Regions from separate parts of the Ovis aries genome. Here region 1 is linked to region 2. The links are chromatin contacts, called in public Hi-C maps. All regions are on one chromosome and are shown on one strand. Each heading gives the region's core, a stretch centred on a gene start, on an enhancer-like site or on the middle of the called end of the contact. The rest is flanking DNA. Distances are from core to core; before and after follow the strand shown.

The links. Hi-C and Micro-C count contacts between places; a contact is called where the count stands out from the background.
Region 1: a Hi-C map of tail adipose tissue shows a contact between it and region 2, with 4 times the contacts expected there. The contact joins the promoter of S100A2 here to the enhancer-like site in region 2. A contact is called at or near these places in 5 of 16 Hi-C or Micro-C datasets (blood, liver, mesenteric adipose tissue and 2 more).

What each region holds. Positions count from the first base shown.
Region 1 is chr1:104,018,466-104,021,165 of ARS-UI_Ramb_v3.0, forward strand. S100A2 (S100 calcium binding protein A2) reads right to left here and starts at 1,359. Exons shown (of 3, transcript XM_042254144.2): 1 at 1,072-1,359. It overlaps LOC114116933 (a long non-coding RNA gene), which reads left to right and starts at 1,154. Exons shown (of 3, transcript XR_003590771.3): 1 at 1,154-1,275.
Region 2 is chr1:103,975,352-103,978,051 of ARS-UI_Ramb_v3.0, forward strand. No RefSeq gene overlaps it. Among named protein-coding and RNA genes, the nearest start is that of S100A6, 18 kb to the right of the region's middle. Within about 2 kb of position 1,385, at least 6 of the 54 cell types and tissues checked have an H3K27ac peak or open chromatin away from gene starts, as enhancers often do.

The DNA of each region.
Region 1 (2,700 bases), core at 109-2,608, 43 kb after region 2:
CCCTTGGGTAGGTTGTATCCTCCGTCAGACCAGGGGCTCTCACTCTGTAGGGAATGTGTCTCCCCTCACGCTGGAGGCACCAGAGCAGGGGTGCTGGTAACTAACACTCTCCCTGACAGCAAGGATTCTTCTGGGACTGGAATTCAAGAAATTAAAAGCCCAGTACCCCAGGATCAGGACAGAATCTGAGACCAAGGACAGAATTTGGAGGTCATCCTTTCCAAGGCCCAGCCTCTCAGTGCGGTCACACCACCCTGGGGGGATTAGGCAGGCCCCAGGGTGAGGCCAGAGGAGCAGGTGCCAGAGGCAAGAAGCACCCTGGGCCCATCCTGCCAGCCCTGCCTTCAGGAGGCGGGAGAAGACAGGAAGCGGCAGGGCTATCCCGCTGCTCAGGGCAGGGGCCAGGCAGGCCCGCTCGCTTGAGATCCCTGGCTCTTAGTCCTGCTGGAACCCAGGACTTTTCAAAAACAAACAAACCCAGGATTCTCCTTAAAGCACCCCCCCAACCCTCCCACCACCACACACACTTCATATGCCTGGACCCAAACCCCCAAGAAGCAGCAACACTCCGAGTGAGAGATGCAAGACAGACCCCAAGAGTAACCCCTAAACCTCACAGAGGAACTGGGAAAAGCCTCTGTCTGACACTTCACAGGAGGTCCCCCCAGATGCGGAGACACACAGAGGCCCCGGGCCTTCCACCAAGGAAACCGGGAGGCAAAGAGCAGCATAAGGGGACATGCCGCAGAAGCTAACACAACACTGTAAACCAGCTCTGCTCCGACAAAAACCCATTAAAGAAAAAGCCAACGGGACAAAGGCAGAGACCCATGGGGGTCTTGCCCACCCAGCCCTGCCCAGGACAGAGGTACTCACCAGACCAGAGGGCAGAGAGAGACTCAGGAAGGAAAGCAAAGGGCCAGGTGCAGAGTTGGCATTTATATGCTAGCCCCACTGGCCCCCAACTTTGCATTTTAAGGAAACCAAACCTGCCCCAACCTGATCCCGCCAAAGCCTGGCCTCCTGCCACCCCCACACACCCCCTCCCAGTCCCTCCCTTCCCGACAATACCGGCTCCTGGGCAGCCAAGGGCAGCCCCTCCCCCGGCCCCGCCCTGGCCACAGCGGGAGCGGGGGTGTCACCGGGAAAAGGTATTCTGGGCCCTGGGCGAGGGGAGGCAGCCCCTGTTCACGGGGGCCTGGAGATTCAGGCCCAGTCTTGCTCTCATGACAAATGCCTGCGAGTCACAGTTCATTGGCGTGCCCGAAGCTGCAGGTGCGTGCTGGGACTTCACGGGCCTGTGTGTGTTCTGGGAACCAGGAGGCAGCTGGGGGCTATCAGGAAGAAGAGGGCAGGGGTGACCGCAGGGAAACAAAGTGGCTTTTAATAGCTGGCCCCAGAATAACTGTCAGTGATGTACTGAGGCAAGTGGGTGTGCTTTAAAAGACCTGGAAAGGCCCCCTTCGGGTAGGAAGGGTTCTGGCAGGAGACAGCGAGGCAGCGACAGGTGGAGTGGCTCTGCTATCGTCAGCTGGGGTGAGCAGCAGTCTGTGTGTGTGAGGAAGGCCCAGGAGGGTTGAAGGGAGGAGAAAACGGGAGTCTCCTCCAGCTTGGGAGGTGAGCACGTGAGGAGGAGGCCCGCACAGCTTCCCAAGCCAGGAGACCAGGCTGGGGATGAGGCCTCTCTCTCCAGGCCCCTCCCCAGAGAAAGGCAAACACTGAGGCCTGTTAGGACCCAGCCCAGGGGAGGGCCTTTCAGAGAAGAGCAGACTTCACTCGGCCCCTTCCCAGGCCCCCCTCGCCTACTGCCTCAGTCCAGTCCGGGCACCGCCCTTCCTGTGCGCCAGCTCCCCTCCCCACTCCAGATGTCCACAGCTTCTTTCCCCTCCTCCGGCGCCCCTAGTCCTGGGTGACTCACCCGAGGTTCCAGGCCCAGAGGCTCAGGCAGTGACTCAGCGGCACTGCCCTCCTCCCCCAGGGCTAGGGCAGCCGAAGTTACGAAGTTACGGGGCAGCAGGCAGAAACCACAATCCAGCTCCGGCAGACAGGGCACTGGAACAGAACCCCCTCATCAGGCCCACTCTGGGGAGTTTGGGGTCATGACACCACAGAGAAACTCAGACTGAGAACCCCCAGAGATCAGACATCGAGCCAGGCTGCTCTTTCCCCGGCGGTCACTCGCAGTGGGACTTGGGGGCAGCCTGAGCAGCACAGATGAAACCAGGCCTCAGGGGCCCCCGGTGCCCACTCCTACACCTCTGCAAAGCCACCCAGTGTCCTTCCTCCCCAAGGCACTTGACCCCCTTGTGCTACTGCTCTTCCCTGTTAAAACCTATTTCAGGTCGAGCTTGGAATAAAAATTGTTCTCCCCGAGGGTAAGGATCAGTGGGGTGCAATGCATTGGTTTTTACAGCACTTCTTCCATTTTAACTGAGGACTTTGGCAGATGGCACTTCTGCTCAGAAACTGCAGTGGCGTCCCCATGGCCCTTGCTGGAAGTGAGGTGCTGGGGCTCTGGCCCCTACCTGCATATCCAACCTCTCCTGCATGTCTCCTAATTGCTTGCTCACTGTGCCTGAGCACTTGGAGTGGCCAAGACTGCCTATGCCCATCTTTCTGCTCAGAATGTGCCCACTCACCACCTCCCTGCCTCCCGAAGTCCCACATATCCTTCAAAGGCCAGTTCAATGCCCCCACCTC
Region 2 (2,700 bases), core at 135-2,634:
GCCAAGTGCTCTCACTGGGATGAGAGATGGATCTCTGGACTCAACGTTTCACTTCCTGAAAAGTAAGAGCTGCAAGATTTCCTCCGCAGATAGAGAAGAATGAGAAATCAGGTTTAACGGAGAGCATTTGGAGGGAATAGAGGTTCGGTTTTGTCTATACGTCACTGAGCGCAGTGCATTCAGTAAGCTGGTTATGTTTCGTGAATCACCCGCTGTACACCCCATACGATGCTGGGAATGAGGGACGCAGCAGTGAACACATCCAGGGTTCCTCGTGGTCCTTCTGGCATTTCCATGAGAGTGGAATTCCAGGTCTATGCCCACCACTGCTGTGTTTCCCCGCCACCCCTCAGCCATGTTTCTCAAAGGGTAACTCATGGATACCCTCTGCTTGGTATGTGCAGACTCAGGACCCACATGTTGAGCCTGATCTTGACTAATCAAATCCTCCATCCCCCTGCCTCAGAGCTGAACTTGTTTTTCAGCTTCGAGACGCGTGGCTCCGAGTTCTGTGTAAAAATTCTCGTGCAGTCCCCCATTCCTAGCCCTTTATCCCACAGCCTTCCTGAGTGTGGAAGTGTGTTCATCCATCCGACAAAGATGCATGGGACACTTATTAGGTGGCGGGCTCTGTGCTAAAATAAAGACGAGGATGACACGGTCCCTCGTTCTGAGTAGCTCCAAGTGTGAGCACCAGGAGAGGGGATGGAGGGAAGGGGAAATGAAGGAGAAGAGGCTTATAGGCAGGTGTTTACACTAAGGTGTAGCAGGACTAATATAGACAGGTGTAAGAGGTGCTATAGGAGTTAAGAGCAGAGACCTAACATGTCACAAGGCAGGTGACATTTGAGCCTGGAGTGGGTTTCCCGAGAGACGGAAGAAATTGCCTGGACAAATCATGGGATGGACACGGCAAGATCTAGGGACCAGGGCAGGTGTCCAGCGTGTGTGCAGTGCTCTCTTCTACCAGCAGAGGGTACTTATAAGGGCACAAATCCCATCCTGAGGGCTCCACCCCCATGACCTCATCCAAACCCAATTATTTCCCAAAGGCCCCAGCCTCCAAGTATCATCATGTTGGGGATTAACATATGAATTGGGGGGAAAGGAACATTCAGTCCATAGCAGAAGTCAATATAGGACTTTAAGCTACAGAATCAGCTTTATTAGCCAGAAAGACAAATTTGACAGCAATGTGGAAGACAAACCGGGTCTAACTCAATTTTTCTCTATACTGTAAGGCTGCCCATTAGCAGAGCAGTGTGACTCAACACTAAAGAGGAAGGGTCTGGCTTCTGATCAAGACATCTGGCCGTCAGGTTCTCCCAGGCAATCTGCTGGCCTCTCGGGCTTCCCTGTATACAGGACCACGCTGCGTGGAGACTGAATGGTCAGCAGGGGGCACCAGAGGACTGGTGATTGGACTGTCTCAAGGCTGGTCAGAGCCTTCCCACCACATGGTGAAAAGGAAAACCTTCCAGGTTCCAGACCCTGGCACAGCCTGATCCCTTGGGTTCCATCATTGGCCAGCCTCTCCCACCCCTCACCCCAACCCCACTCTGACCTCAAATAAGAGATCAGAAAAAGAAGGAGGTGGGATTTTTTTTCCCCAAAATTCAGGGAAAACATGCACACTTACTTTTTTTTTTTTAAGGCTCTTCCCAGTTTCTTAGGGAGGTTTTTACCCACCAAACTCAGTAATTTCCTGATCAACTTTTGGGTCATACTTCTGTGCGTTCCTAAACTAATGCTCTGAGCTGTGAGCAAGGACCCTTCTCAGAACATAAAATCACAAGCTAGAGCTGGGTGTGAGCCTCAGAATTAATTACAATCAAACAAAATAATTCACACAACTGAAGCGACTTAGCATCAGCAATAATTCACACTCTTGAGAGTAACTCACAATTTAAATCTATATTTATTAATATATTTACCATAGGTGATCTGTAACTGGGAGGAGGAAAGGACCATCTAAATGTCCAAAATTAAGGGACACCTGGAGAAGGAACTGGCAACCCACTCCAGTATCCTTGCCTAGAAAATCCCCATGGACAGAGAAGGCTGGCAGGCTACAGTCCCCGGGGTCGCAAGAGTCGGACACGACTTAGCGACTAAACCACCACCACCAGCAAATGTGGAACATCAACAGGAAGGAACTGTGTGTCACCAGTAAAATGGAAATTATGTACTTGTAGGAAAATTTGGTGAGAGAGTAGAAATGCTTGTCTTTTCTTTTTGTAGGGGAAGGGGTATGCACTAAAAGAATTTTGACTCAAATAGCTATCATCAAAAAAAATCCACACATAATAAATGCTGGAGAGGAAGTGGAGAGAAGGGAGCCCTTCTACGCTGTTCATGGAAATGTAAATTGGTACAGCTACTGTGGAGAACGGTATAGTGAAGTGAAGTCGCTCAGTCGTGTCTGACTCTTTGCGACCCCACAGACATCAGGCTCCTCCGTCCTTGGGATTTTCTAGCCAAGAGTACTGGAGTGGGTTGCCATTTCCTTCTTCAGGGAACTTCCCGACCCAGGAATCAAACCCAGGTCTCCCACATTGTAGACAGACGCTTTACTGAGAACAGTATGGAGGTTCCTTAAAAAACTAAAAATAGAACTCCCCTGTGATCCTGCAATCCCACTCCTGGGCATATATCCAGAGAAAAACATGATCTGAAAGGATACATGCACCCCAGTGTGCA